Linked DNA regions of Hordeum vulgare: regions 1 and 2 are each linked to region 3. The links are chromatin contacts, called in public Hi-C maps. All regions are on one chromosome and are shown on one strand. The core of a region is the stretch at or near the end of the contact, and the rest is flanking DNA. Distances in the headings are between cores, read along the strand shown. Region 1 has its middle 240 kb from the start of LOC123408276. Region 2 has its middle 120 kb from the start of LOC123408276. Region 3 holds the start of LOC123409419 (transcription factor bHLH130-like).

The links. Hi-C and Micro-C count contacts between places; a contact is called where the count stands out from the background.
Region 1: a Hi-C map of seedling shows a contact between it and region 3, with 2.7 times the contacts expected there. The contact joins the enhancer-like site here to the promoter of LOC123409419 in region 3. A contact is called at or near these places in 1 of 6 Hi-C or Micro-C datasets (seedling) and 1 of 1 datasets of contacts at active chromatin or transcription factors (embryo).
Region 2: a Hi-C map of leaf shows a contact between it and region 3, with 2.8 times the contacts expected there. The contact joins the enhancer-like site here to the promoter of LOC123409419 in region 3. A contact is called at or near these places in 2 of 6 Hi-C or Micro-C datasets (leaf and seedling) and 1 of 1 datasets of contacts at active chromatin or transcription factors (embryo).

The regions. Positions count from the first base shown.
Region 1 is chr7H:174,662,156-174,666,830 of MorexV3_pseudomolecules_assembly, forward strand. No RefSeq gene overlaps it. Among protein-coding and RNA genes, the nearest start is that of LOC123408276, 240 kb to the right of the region's middle. Within about 2 kb of position 2,931, at least 3 of the 3 cell types and tissues checked have open chromatin away from gene starts, as enhancers often do. A contact at or near this core is called in seedling, where this site is marked.
Region 2 is chr7H:174,780,972-174,785,158 of MorexV3_pseudomolecules_assembly, forward strand. No RefSeq gene overlaps it. Among protein-coding and RNA genes, the nearest start is that of LOC123408276, 120 kb to the right of the region's middle. Within about 2 kb of position 2,905, at least 1 of the 3 cell types and tissues checked has open chromatin away from gene starts, as enhancers often do. A contact at or near this core is called in leaf, where this site is marked.
Region 3 is chr7H:174,291,529-174,296,144 of MorexV3_pseudomolecules_assembly, forward strand. LOC123409419 (transcription factor bHLH130-like) reads right to left here and starts at 2,166. Exons shown (of 6, transcript XM_045102326.1): 1 at 1,131-2,166; 2 at 640-962; 3 at 415-561; 4 at 249-314; 5 at 40-108. The coding sequence starts at 1,629.

The sequences.
Region 1 (4,675 bases), core at 1,681-4,180, 370 kb after region 3:
ATTGTAGGCCGGTGGGTTCGTCTATAAAAAACCCCCGGCCCCCTCCATGCAGAGGGTCGGTCAACTTAGCGCACACACACCAACCACATAGGAGAAGCAGACACGAGCTGGCTGCTCCTTCTTCCTCCTCCGCATACATCTCCAGGAGCACCTTGTAGTCCCATTCATACATCATACACTCCGGCAGGATTAGGGGTATTATCTCTACGGAGATCCCTGAACCTAGGTACATCGTGCGTTCCATGCTTGTACCAACCTCGTTCCCAGCGTTCTCCGGTGCCACTTCGGTTCCCACCATCTTTAGCCTACCCATGGCTTATGTTGTGAGTATTCACCTATAGATCAAGACTGGGATTTGTCACTCCGTGTGACGGAGAGGTATCTCGGGGCCCACTCGGTAATACAACATCACAAACAAGCCTTGCAAGCAATGTGACTAAGTGTAAGTCATGGGATCTTGTATTACGGAACGAGTAAAGAGACTTGCCGGTAACGAGATTGAAATAGGTATGCGGATACCGACGATCGAGTCTCACGCAAGTAACATACCGAAGGACAAAGGGAATGACAAGCGTGATTATATGAATCCTTGGCACCGAGGTTCAACCGATAAGATCTTCGAAGAATATGTGGTATCCAATATGGGCATCCAGGTCCCGCTATTGGATATTGACCGAGGAGTGTCTCGGGTCATGTGTACATAGTTCTCAAACCCGCAGGTTCTGCACACTTAAGGTTCGATGATGTTTTAGTATAGTTGAGTTATATGTGTGGTTACCGGATGTTGTTCGGAGTCCCGGATGAGATCACGGGCGTCACGAGGGTTTCCAGAATGGTCCGGAAACGAAGATTGATATATAGGATGGTTTCATTTGGTCACCGGAAAGTTTCGGGCATTTCCGCAGTGTACCGGGAGTGACGAATGGGTTCCTAGTGTTTACCGGGAGGGGCCCACCCACACGGGAATGATCCCATGACCTTAGGGTGGTGCACCAAGTCCTTAGTGGGCTGGTGGATCCAGCCCAAGAGGGCTATGGCGCCACAAGTAAAAATACCAAAGAAAAGAAGAAGAAAAGGAAAGAGGGGGGTGGGAAGGAAGTGGAGGACTCCTCCTTCCCAAACCGAATTGGAGGAGGAGTCCTCCTCCCCCTTCGACGGGCGCACCCTTGGGGCCCTTGTGCCCCAAGGCTAGCCCCTACCCTCCTCCTATATATATTGGTGGTTTAGGGCTTTTTGAGACACAACTTTGCCACGTGCAACTCAAGCCTATTCCATATAGTTTTGCCTTTAGATCAGATTTCCGCGGAGCTCGGGCGTAGCCCTGCAGGAGTAGATCATCACCACCACCGGAGCGTCGTCACGCTGCCAGAGAACTCATCTACTTCTCCGTTTGTCTTGCTGGATCAAGAAGGCCGAGATCGTCATCGAGTTGTACGTGTGCTGAACGCGGAGGTGTCGTCCATTCGGCGCTAGATCGGAACGGATCATGGGACAGATCGTGGGACGACGGTGATTTGAATCACGACGTTGTACCACTACATCAACCACGTTTCTTAATGCTTCCCGCTTAGCGATCTACAAGGGTACGTAGATCTAATCTCCTCTTGTAGATGGACATCACCATGATAGGTCTTCGTGTGCGTAGGAATTTTTTTGTTTCCCATGCAACGTTCCCCAACACGCAAATCCTATCCTCAAACGCGTGCGGACGTGTCCAAGGGCGTACGCAGACGGTGACCGATCACACCTCGAATAATCCATTCTACAATCGAATATCTCATATTAGAAACCTTTAGTCCATACTATTACATGCAACATAAACCGATCTTTTATCAGAGTTCATCTGGCTACGACATATCCATGTCCGGCGGCCGGCTATGCTTTCGGGAGTGTTGGTCTCGCCGTCGGCGAGGTAGAGTAGGACCGGCTGACGGGACTCGGGGCGTCGCCGTCTCCCATGCCCTACTTTTTCTTATTGGAGCACGGAACCGTGACGGTGGACGTCACATCGATGATGGATCCATCCCGGGACAGGTCAACGACATCCACCACGATGCGGCTGCAGTACATGAACTGGTGCACCATACGGGGCGTCGGAGAATCTGTCTCCGCCTTGCCAACATCCACCGTCGTGTGGGCTACCGCCGCCTCCCGTGCTCGCTACCTCGCACGACAAGCACGTCGCGCCATGTTTGCATCGGACGAAGCCCATGGTGCGTCCCTTGCCAACGCGTTCGGATGCCAGATGGACCACACACACTCCGGTGAGTTTGCAATGACACACCTCGTGACGGATCCATGCGCCATTTGGGCGGACGCAATGGATTCCTGATGGAAGGAGTCCGAGTGTTGTCGTCGGACGGCTTCCTCACGGAGCTCAAACCTGACGGTCAACTCCTCCTCAACACCGCGTGTATAATTCGAGGTCGACGAACGTGAAGATGTAAGACTTGGATCTGCTGTCCATCATGCAGAGAAGGTCCTAGATCGTCAAAGGAAGCTTGGGGACGGAATGAAGTGAAGAAAAGGGGAGTGGCTAGGGTTTGGTCCCGGAAGCGAATATGGACGATTATATATGGGTCGGGTGAACCATCGTAGATCGGGTTCGATGTGACAAACGCGTCTGGTCGTCCCCGAACCTCTTTACATCCGTCTCATATTTGAACTGAATATGAAAAATGTTAGTTAGTCCGGTCGTTTGAGGCCGGTTTGAAGCATTTGTTTGGATCGGGTTTTTTGTTTGATCACTCACCCAACCGTCCATTCAAACTTACGAAGGGGTTTAGGACGCCCGGCTATAGATGATTAAGCAACAACCAGGGTCGGTGTTAGACAGCCGTTTGCAAACGCGGGCTCGAAGGTCCCCGGCCGCGCGCTGGGGGCAAAAGGCGGCCTTGAGTTGAACCCACGGCGTCCCTACGCCCCCGCGCTCTCCTCGCAGTGGCGTGCAGCCGTGCGCTGTTAATCTAATCATTGGTTCTTTGCGAACAAACAAACGAACCCGGGCCGGTCACGTGGAAGCGTGCGCCGCGCGTCGTTAGCAGCGGACGCTTCCGCGCGCAAAAGCGAGCACCGCTTGCTTTCGCATTCGCCGCACGGGCGATTCGTTTTTTTTTTTCTGGACGATTAAAACTTGCAAGGGAGAACAAACCTCCTGGATCGATTGTTCCAGCTCGTGGGTCACATCTACCTACCTGCAGACATGGGGAAGTAGTTCTGGATCTATCTATTATCACGGTTGGGCGATGACCTACCACAACACAAGCTAACAACTTATTAGGCAGCAGGAGTCGATTGCTCCAATTATAGATGGACGGATCAGGGATGCCATCTCCCAACACCTGAGATGCGCCACATGTGGACGACACGGCCAGAAAGGCGATTTCGATCCGGGCGAGCGCCTGAACTGGTGTTCTTGGGTTCGGGGACAGCCGCTTCAAGGCCACAGCTCACTTTGTCAATGGCTGCTTACCTCCATCGTACTAGCACTAGCAGGTTGGCCATGTTTCGTGTCCACGGAATCATTTTTCGGTGCTGGTAACATGAATGTTGGCACATAGTTTCCGTCTCTCCTTCGACGCTAGCTGGGTATGGGCGCAAGATGCGATCTACAGATCTATTTCCAGACGAAGGGACTCTGAACTTACTGACAAATCTGCTGAATTGTCCTTAACTGAGACGACACGGTGCTGAAACTGAAGCACAACCTAAAGTGCGGGTTAGCCTGAAGAAGAAAGAGATCAGAAAAACAAAAGCAACGGGGATGAGAGACGGGGACACGGAGATCCAATCTCCTGCTGCTGCCGGATCTCCCGGGAAAAATATTCAGGGGACGAGATCTCGGAACTCCTGCTGATGGAGTAGTAAAGTTAGCAGAAGGAGGGGTCACGTGGGCTGCACGTGCGGCGTGACAAGAGGAAAATGCTCTGCATCTAGGCAATGCAGGCATACCTGCATTAGTGCATCGAACTCTACCATCAAATCCAAGTCATTTCAGCATTTAAAAGTAGTTGCAGACTTCTAATCATGCATATACTTATTAGGGCATCTCCAATGGTTGTAAGATAGTTGTTGGTAATTTTGACACATAGGATTTTTGATGATGTGTCATGCAATAAATGAGAAAAGAGAGCAAGGTTGTATGTAAATTAACCAACACCCTTGCACAAGCTCCAATGTAGAATGAGAGAGCACCTTATTTATTACATCACATCTTATTGGGCAAACTAGATACAACCCATTGGAGTAGTTGTATGTTAAGGTGTTGGTTGATGACATGGCATATTTTACCAACAACCTAACCAACAAACTGTTGGAGATGCCCTTAGGGATCCCAGAGGCTCACTGGCTTGCGGGGTCTATATCGACGCTTCAGGCTCCGTATATTGTGGCTGAAGAACTGAACGTACGACCAGATGGACTTTTTTTTAGATTAGAAGGGAAGACCAGAGGGCCCAGGTTTGTTATTGCTATGTGAGCAGTGGTAGGGTGTCTCTCAGCTGATTCCATTATGAGTTGCTCTCCGAGAGTCTCAGGCCACAAAACAGCTTGATCTGCGTCTGGCATTAGGACCACGACTTGTCTCTCTCACTGGTACAAGAAAACTAATGATAACTCACGCGCCGCGAGACAAATCTTTTTCCTGAAATATGTTGTCACATATTCTCACACTGCA
Region 2 (4,187 bases), core at 1,655-4,154, 490 kb after region 3:
AGGCGGTGCGGAGTTTCATGAACCGATAAACCTTTTATACAAAAGGCATGAAGAATGCAACGATAAAGAATTGTCCAAGAAGGAAGATCTAGATGACTATGAGCAATCTGGGGTCTATCCAGAAGAAGATGATGTTCATCCCCACGAAAACTGTAAGAAGAGAAACCGAAGCATGTTGGATGCAGAAAATTTCGTTGAGAGCCCCCACACAAACAAAAAGAAACTTTCGTTGACAAGAATGATAAACGATGTTATGGTTGATTTTATCTATCTTCTATTTCTTATTTAGCTAAACATTTTTCATATTCAGAGAGAACACAATAAGATTAGGTCTGAAATCATGGCACTCAGGCCCTAGTGACAAGCAATAAGCATATCAAATTCATAGCAATATCAATCTCACAACATAATGGATACCACGGATCAAGCCCTATCAACTTAACTCGATTACATAATCAATCTCATCCAAACCCTACCACCGACCAGCGAGCCTACAAAGGAATAACTCACCCCCGGTGGTGAGCATCTTGTAATTTTGATGGAGAAGGGTTGGTGATGACGACGGCGACGAATCCCCCTATCCGGAGCCAAAAACACGCTCCAAATCAGCCCTCCCGAGGAAGAACAAGAGGTGGCGGCAGCTCCGCCTCGTAGATCACGATGAAAACTTCTCTTTGAATTTTTCTTCAAATATGTAAATTTGTAGTACTGGAAATAGGATTGGGGAGGCGCGTGGGCCCCATCACACAACATGGCGCGCCTAGGGGGTGGGAACACTTTGTTGCCTAGTGGGTGTGACGCCCTCGATTTGATCGTACACTAATCATACACGCAAGCATGTACAATCAAGCTCAAGGACACACTAATCAATATCACAACACAACTCTAGACATAAAGTCAAACATAAAGGTATATATTACAAGCAAGGCCATGAGGGCTTGAATACATGAGTTAGCGGAAGCAACAATATATGAGTACAAACATTAAGTAAACAAGTTTTGCCTTAAGAAGGCTAGCACAAAATATACATCGGTCGAAAAGGCAAGGCCTCCTCCGTGGGTGCCTCCTAACTACTCCTAGTCGTTAGCGGCCTCCACTTAGTAGTAGGCTCCGTCGGGGTAGTAGCAGTCGCCGGCGGTAGCATCTGGCACCTCGGATCCTCCATGTGATCGCGGCAATCAGGTAGAAGAACGTAGGGGGAAAGGCAGCAAAGCGACCATGAGTACTCATCCAAAGTACTCGCAAGACTTATGTCAGGTCTAAACTACATATGCATTGGTATCAAATGAAAGGGGTAGTATCTGTGGACTAAACTGCAAAATTCCAGAATAAGGAGGGAAGCTAGTCCTATCAAAGACTACACTTCTGACAGCCATCATCTTGCAGCATGAGAAGAGAACATATTTTATAATAACAAGTATCAATGTATGGCACTAATCCTAACCCGGAGATCCTCTCCTCGTCTCCCTGAGAGAGAGCGATTGCGGAGTTGTATGTGTCACTTATCTGGGTGTATTTTATTAAGTTTCAAATTTTAGTTGTAAAAGAGGTCGGAATAAAACTCCAAGTCATCATATTACCGTGGACACGGCTATTTGAATAGTATAATCATCCCTGCACGGGTGCACCACATTCCCCAACACGCTTGATACCTCTGGCCATACACACTTTCCTAGGTCATGACCGGCCTTTGGGACATCAATACTTGGTAACCCTACCTAGACTCAACAGTGAGGCCAGCCCGCCGGACTAAATCATATGCATGCAGGGGTCTTGGGCGCATCACGCTTTGCACTCCTGCACGTTGCGGGTGCGGTCAACATATGTCCTGGTGACCTCCTTTACAAGGCAGGTGCTTACACGGACCACTCGGGCGCGCCTCACTCCAATGCTGATGTTCGAAGAGCTTCGGTTGATACAACGACGTCGAGTACCCATGACTATTCCCGCGTGAATGTTAGTGTGTATAGGTCAATCGACAAATTCAGATCAAATATCCAAACTCGATAAGCGTGTTATTATGAAATAACCATGGACAACGACCAGGGACCAGGCTCACCTCTCTCCTAGGCGGTCTCAACCTGCCCCGTCGCTCTGCCACAAAGATTCACTCACGGGGCCATTGGGGTAATGTCATTTCAGCCCTGAGTCCATGAATCACTCGCGGTACTCTACGAGCCGACCCGACTTTAGTCACATCACGTATGATTTACAATATGTATATATATATACCCGTGATCACCTCCCTTAGGGGATCACGGCCCGATAGTATAGCATAGTAGACGAACAAAGAATGTAGGGCCACTAATGGAATACTAGGAAACCCATACTAGGCATTTAGGATAACAAGTAGGAGTATCAACAACAGTAGCAAGGACAAGCTATGTTGCAAAAGGCTAAACTTGAGTGTAGTAGTCGTACTCGGCAGCAGCGTGAGTCTTGGTGTCTACCGGATAGAAGAGGGGGGAGAAACAATAAACACAAACAAGCAGATGCAACACGCTGCATGACATGGCAATATGTAGAGCTAGGGATGAGCTAATGCAGTACTACACGTCACACACGGAGCGGGAAAATATCAGACGATATTTCCCGGGTCTCTCGCTTATAACAAATAGATGATCCTAACATGGAATGTGCATGTTCATCATGTTAGGGGCATGTGACACATGAACGGACAGCATATTCGGATTCATGGGATTTTTGTGAGCAACTTTCATGTATAAACTTTTTCATCCGAACTACGTATTATTTTATAGGATTTTCAAAGTTTTTAAATCTATTTATGATTTTAACAGATTTATTTTAATTCAGAGAAGAGTTATTGCGTCACCATGACACCACCGTGACATCAGCAGTCAACGAGCCAGTTTGAGTTGTCAAAGTGACCGCTGGGCCCCATCTATCATAGACACTCGGCTTAACCAGGGTTTTATTGTAAACTAAAAAGGTTAAATAGGGGACTCGGCCCACATGATAGTGACTTTATTATATAAAATAAATATTCTAATTTTCTTAACAACTTAATTACGGGCTAAAGGCCCTGGCCCACGTGGGAGTGAGTCGACTGATGGTTAAGCATGCTCGCACCGGCAATAAGGCCAGACGCGGCGACGGAGGCTGAAATCTCGCCGGAAACGCGTTCCTCGCGTCGGGAGCCGTCGTCGTCCGGTCCTACACGAAGCTGGAGTTGGCGCGGTTCAGATGGCGGTTGTGGGGTGGCCGGGACGCGACAGAGTGGTGTCTGCAGCGATCGGAGCAGCGGCCGGTGTTCGACTATGCACGGGCATGACGCGGGAGGGTTGCGGCGATAGCGAGCGCTGGGAGGTAGTAGCGCAACAACAAGTAGTAGCGGCAGCAGCGCAGGCGCTAGCAAGGACAGCAGAAAGGAGCGCAGCGGCGGCAATAGGGCAGCGATGGCGGGCGGCCGTCGGCGGAGGCGATGCAGAGCGGCGAAGCGCGGCGCGTGGCTTGGCGGGCACGAGCGAGGGTGGGCGCAGGCAGCGCTGGCAAGGGCGTGTTCGAGCATGACGAGGGTCTCGCAGGCATGCGGTTCGACGCGAAGAATGAGCGAGTAGGAGGATGGCGACCGTGATAGTATGAGCGGGCGAGACGGGAAGAGAGGAAGGGAGATGGGGTCGGTTCACTAGCGGTGCAGGGGGCGGGGGCGGGGCATGATGGTGACCGACGAGGAGGAGGCGGAGAAGCGTGACGACAGGGGCAATGGTGATGGGGCGGCTCGGTCGCGACGAGCCCGAGCTCAAGCTCGGGCAGAGATGGGGGGAGAATGACCGGGGGCGCGAGGGCGCGCCATGGGATGGTCGCCACAATCCCGTGCGTGTCTTGTGTAGCCAGAGGAGGAAGACAAGTGGGGAATGTGGGCTGGGCCTCCCATTATGCTAGATGGGCTATAGTGCTGATTAGATTAGGTCCTCCTCTTTTTCTTTTCTCTTTACTAATTTACTCTTTGCTCTTGTTTTGTATTTATTAGAGCTAGTAAAAGATTTTGTTGAACATGAAACTCCAAACATAGATAATATACAATATTTTGGAAAGGCACACAGAGTTTGAGGCCATTTTGAAATATTTTAAATTGGGTTTGAATTCAAATGGCTCACTTAAGTGATGTTGGTCGAGTTAAAAAAGATAAGGGCATGTGTGTTGTTTCAAATTATATTAGTTGCTAT
Region 3 (4,616 bases), core at 916-3,415:
TGGTAAAGTTTATGGTAATGATGTGATGATTTTGCGTACCTTAACCTGCTCCTGGAGCTCCTTGATGTAGTCGACAGCCAGATCCAACATGTCAGCCGTGTTGGTTTGCTGCAGAGAAATGGAGGGAGTTGCAGGTTATTTTTGGGTGTGGTCCTTGCATAGCACATTTGGTAGCCATGCACTGTTCTATCTCCTATTGGTACAGGCTCACAGAGTGGTGGGGTGCTCCGCTGAGAGAGGGTGTGTACCTTGTCCATGTTTGGGACGAGCTCTTGCAGCTTCCTGATTCGCTCGCTGATTCTCGTCCTCCTCACCTGCCCAAGGATGATCAACCGCTTGATCCACAAAGACTAGTAGTAGCAATCGTGTGCAACAATACTGTCAATCTAAAACAAGCAGTAGGAATTTGCTTACCCGCTCGGCGATGCTGCGGGGGTGCGTGGCGCATCCGCGCTTGGCCCGGATCTTGCATGGCACGGCGTCCTGGAACTGGAGGAACTTCTCGATGGCGGCCATCTCCGACGAGGTCTTGGGCAGGCTGAACTGGTGCGCCAGCCCGTTCTGCGCCGGACGAACCAAGCCATGTCAGTCGGGTGCTCACGGCAAAGAATGAAACTGTGGACGCACGCACGCACGCACCTGGGCAGGCTCCGAGGAGTCCCGTGGGCGCTTCATCCCGGACATGTTCTCCGACATGAGCGACGACTCCTCCCACCCGGAGCTCATGGGGTAGCCGGGGATGTATCCGCGACTGCCTCCGGCGCCCTCGGGGCTGCTGCCGCCGAGATCCTCGCTGCCCATCTCCGAGATCTGGGACATGAGCGAGCCCTGCCGCGACGAGAAGCTGAGCTGGCCCTTGAGCCTGCCGCCTCCGCTGCCGGAGGAGTCCACGGCGGCGGCGGCGTTGGTGGCGCCGTTCCTGAAGCCCACGCCCATGCCTTGCCTCAGCATGCTCTCGTACCCTGAATGAATTGAGCGGCGGGAGGGCGCGGGATTTAGTTCCCGAAATAGAAATGCTCCCAACAAGCTGTAATAATTGCGGGGCGCGCGGCGAGTAGGAACTATGGAACCATGGAGTAGTACCAAAAGAAGGCCGAATTAAGGAAAGGAGGAGTGATAGTAGTACCGACCGTTGTCCATGTTCAAATGATTGAGGAACCCGGCGGGGGAGCTGCTCTGCCGGAGCAGGCTGCTGGAGCCGCCGACGGTGGCCGCCGCGGCGGAGTCCATCCCGGCGGAGCTGACGGTGCGGTAGAGCCCCTCGACGCCGACGGGGGGCATCTGCTGCTGCTGCTGCTGTTGGTGGGAGTGGAACATCATCTGCTGCTGCTGGTGGTGGTGGTGCTGGGATGCCATGGCAGCAGCGTCATCCGGGAAGTGGGCGACGGGCGGCGGCGGCGGCGGCTTGGTGTCTCGGATCTGGTGGTCAGCCAGGAAGCGGGAGAAGACGTTGTCGGCGGCGGCGGCGGCGGCGGCGTCGGGGCTGGCTGCGCGGGGGCCGGGCTGGAGGAACTCCTCGCAGACCTCGCCGAGCAGCGTGCTGGGCGCCGATCTGTACCTGAGGAGCCCGGAGGAGTTCATCGGCGGCGGCGGCTGGTTCAGATCCTTGGACGCCGGCGAGCCGTACATCAGCTAGCTTCCTCCCCGACCCCGACCCCTCCTTCCTCCCAAACACCGATAATTCTCCCCTCGAAGCCGAAGAAATCAACAAGCGTGGCTCCACTAGCTCCGCCTCGTGGCCATGACCGCGCACGCACGAATCAATCGACCAATTCAGCTTCCCCAGGGGAAAGAAAGAAAAGAAAAGATGGGAGACTTTCCAGCCGGGGAGCAGAAACACTCGATTGCGATTGCTTTTTTCCTCTCCCCCCCTCCGCTCGATCTCCACCCTCCCGAGCTGCTGCTACGCTAGCGCTACTCCCTCCCTCCTCTCCTCTCCTCTCCTCTCCTATCCGCCTATGGCTTCTTTACGGCGAGCGAGGGAGAGAGAAAAGGGAAGAGGAGATCGAGCAGCAAAACCAAGGAGGGAGGCGGTGGTGGTGGCCTTGGCCTCTCTGCTTTTGCGGAACTAGTTTAATCCACGGATTGGGGGGCTCTGTGATTGTGTGTGCGTGGAGCAAATTTTATACTCCTCCGCGTCTCGTCTGTGTGTGCGTGTGGGAGTGAGCGCCCTCGGGTCGGGGCCATGCTCGCTCGCACGGCAGCCGGAAATGACGAGCGTGCCCCCACGCACGGTGAGAGAGGGAGAGATGCCTGCCGGTGCGGCGATGCTTTCACTTGCAGGTGCGTGTTTACCGGAATGCCCCCCCTCGCCTGACGCTGCCTGCCTGCACCATGTCGGCTCAACATATTAGCAGAAAAGGTGAGTTCTTGATTGGTGGAATTACAACATGGGTTTATCCTTTTGCTTTTGATTGACTGAATCATGTTGAAACGGAGCGAAAATGAGAAGCCAGATGGTGGTCGGTGATGAGGGGTGACGGTGAGGATCGCAGGAAGGAAGCAACGGTGCCGCCGGCCGGTGCAAGTGGCGCTGAATTCTCGGTCGGTTTTCCTCTCACAAAACTAACCCCCCACTTGTGTACGCTCAGAGTGTTTGTGTTGCACTGGCAATGAGTGGGATGTGGATGTATGTACCCCGCCCGAGCCCCGAGGTCATTTTAAATTTGGAGTTTATATGTATACGTAGCATAACACAAGCAGCGACGAACAAAATGGCCACCGCACCGCCGAAATCTGATCTTCTTTTGTTTAGGTTGCCGAAATCTGATCGATGAACGGTAAAGCGGAGCCAAGGAAAAAAGAAGCGCCACTAGTCTAGGGGGGGCTGGCTTTAAAGCGTGTTAAGAAACGACTTATCACAAGGAAAAGGCGGCAGCCAATGGGGGGCCTTAAACAAGCGGAGAGGGAGGTACGGCGGGAGGGCCCCGTCGGCAGCCACGGGCACCTGAGCTATGTTTTCCCTGTCCCTGTGCGGCTGCCTGCGCTGCGCGCTGCGCTGAGCCTGTGCGGCTGCGAGCGGGGACTGGAGGGAGGCGTGCAGGACTGAGGAGGAGGAGGACCAGGCCTACCCCGTCGCCATTTCAAGCAGGGCGACGCCGACTATTTTCGGCAGCGGGCAGAGGTTTGACGCTATCCAAAAGAGAGGGTAGATCGATCGATCGATGCGCGCGGGCGGGTACGGGATTCCGACCCGGGGCTCGGCTCGCTCTTGCGTTTGCGCGGCTGTGGTTGGCGCGTGCGTCGCTTTCCCCCCTCTCTCTCTCTATATGCCCGCACGCATTGGCTTTGCTCGCTCGGAGGCTCGGAGGTCCGTGTGGGTGTGGGTGTCAGCCGCGTGTGCTGCTGCGTTCCGCGCTCGTTGATGCGATGGACCGTGATTTCCCCGTTTGCTGTTAACATGGCTCGTAATCCGAACCGGATCCGGCCTCGGGACCCCGCTTGTGACAGGGTGAGCGACCCTTCGCTGGGGAGGGGGCGGCAAATGAACTTTTTTTTATGTCGTGTGAATAAACAGCCATCCCTCACCCTCTATTCTTAAATAGATATACAACTTATTAGTTTTTTCATGGAACAATGCCACATCGTCAAGTTATGTATGGAGTTATAAGTTTTTTTTTTCATTAATTTCTTCATGCAAAACATACCACCTCGTGCATTATTTTTTTGAGGGAATTAAATCATGTAAAAAAGTTTTATATTTGTTTTTGCATTAATTTTGGTGTTCCATCACTTACCCATACATTTTTAACAAGGTTCCCGCCGTAACGCGTTCGGCATCGTCTAGTAACTAAAAATGGTGACAATATTGTTTCCATATGTCACCCCTCTTGGCAAACATTTGGCAGCTAAGAGCAGCTACAACAGCGATGGGCAAATCCGAACCCATCGGACGCGTCCGCGAATATTGCCCGGTCAAGTTTAAAATTTAATCATATAAAGGCATGCAAAAATATCCTACGTACTACGTAGACCAACCAGCCGAGTCCTCGTCGGAGATGTTCACTATCTCCGTGCCCGACGTCGGGTACATGCGTGTCAACCTGAAAAGACCACGATGTCGCCTAGGGGGGGTGAATAGGCTATTTAAAAACTTCTTCGAATTTGGCTTAAACGTAATGCGGAAATAAACTAAGGGTTTACTTTTCAAGCACAAATCCTAAATGCAATAGGCACCGCAACGTGTACCACCAACATGATCTATCAAGATGGACACAACACGGTTACTAACAAGCACAAGTAAGTTACACAAACTTACTTAAGCTATATCACACGACAAGTAGGTGAACGACACAAGATACTAGATCACACTATAGCACACGATATATCAAGAGTTGCAAGTGTGAACGTGTGGATATAGAGGGTATGCTTGAACGATTAATCTTGTACAAGAAATAGCCAACACAATATAATGAGCACAAACAATATGCAATGTATGTATGCTCAAGTAACACAAGTAAACCACAAGCAAGGAGTTAGGGTAAAGGTCTGAAGGATAACCAAGGTCACTCAGACAATGATGTATCCCGATGTTCACTTCCTTGGAGGGAGGCTAGTCACTGTTAGAGAGGTGAATGTTACCACGAAGGCACACCAACGCCACGAAGGCTCACCCT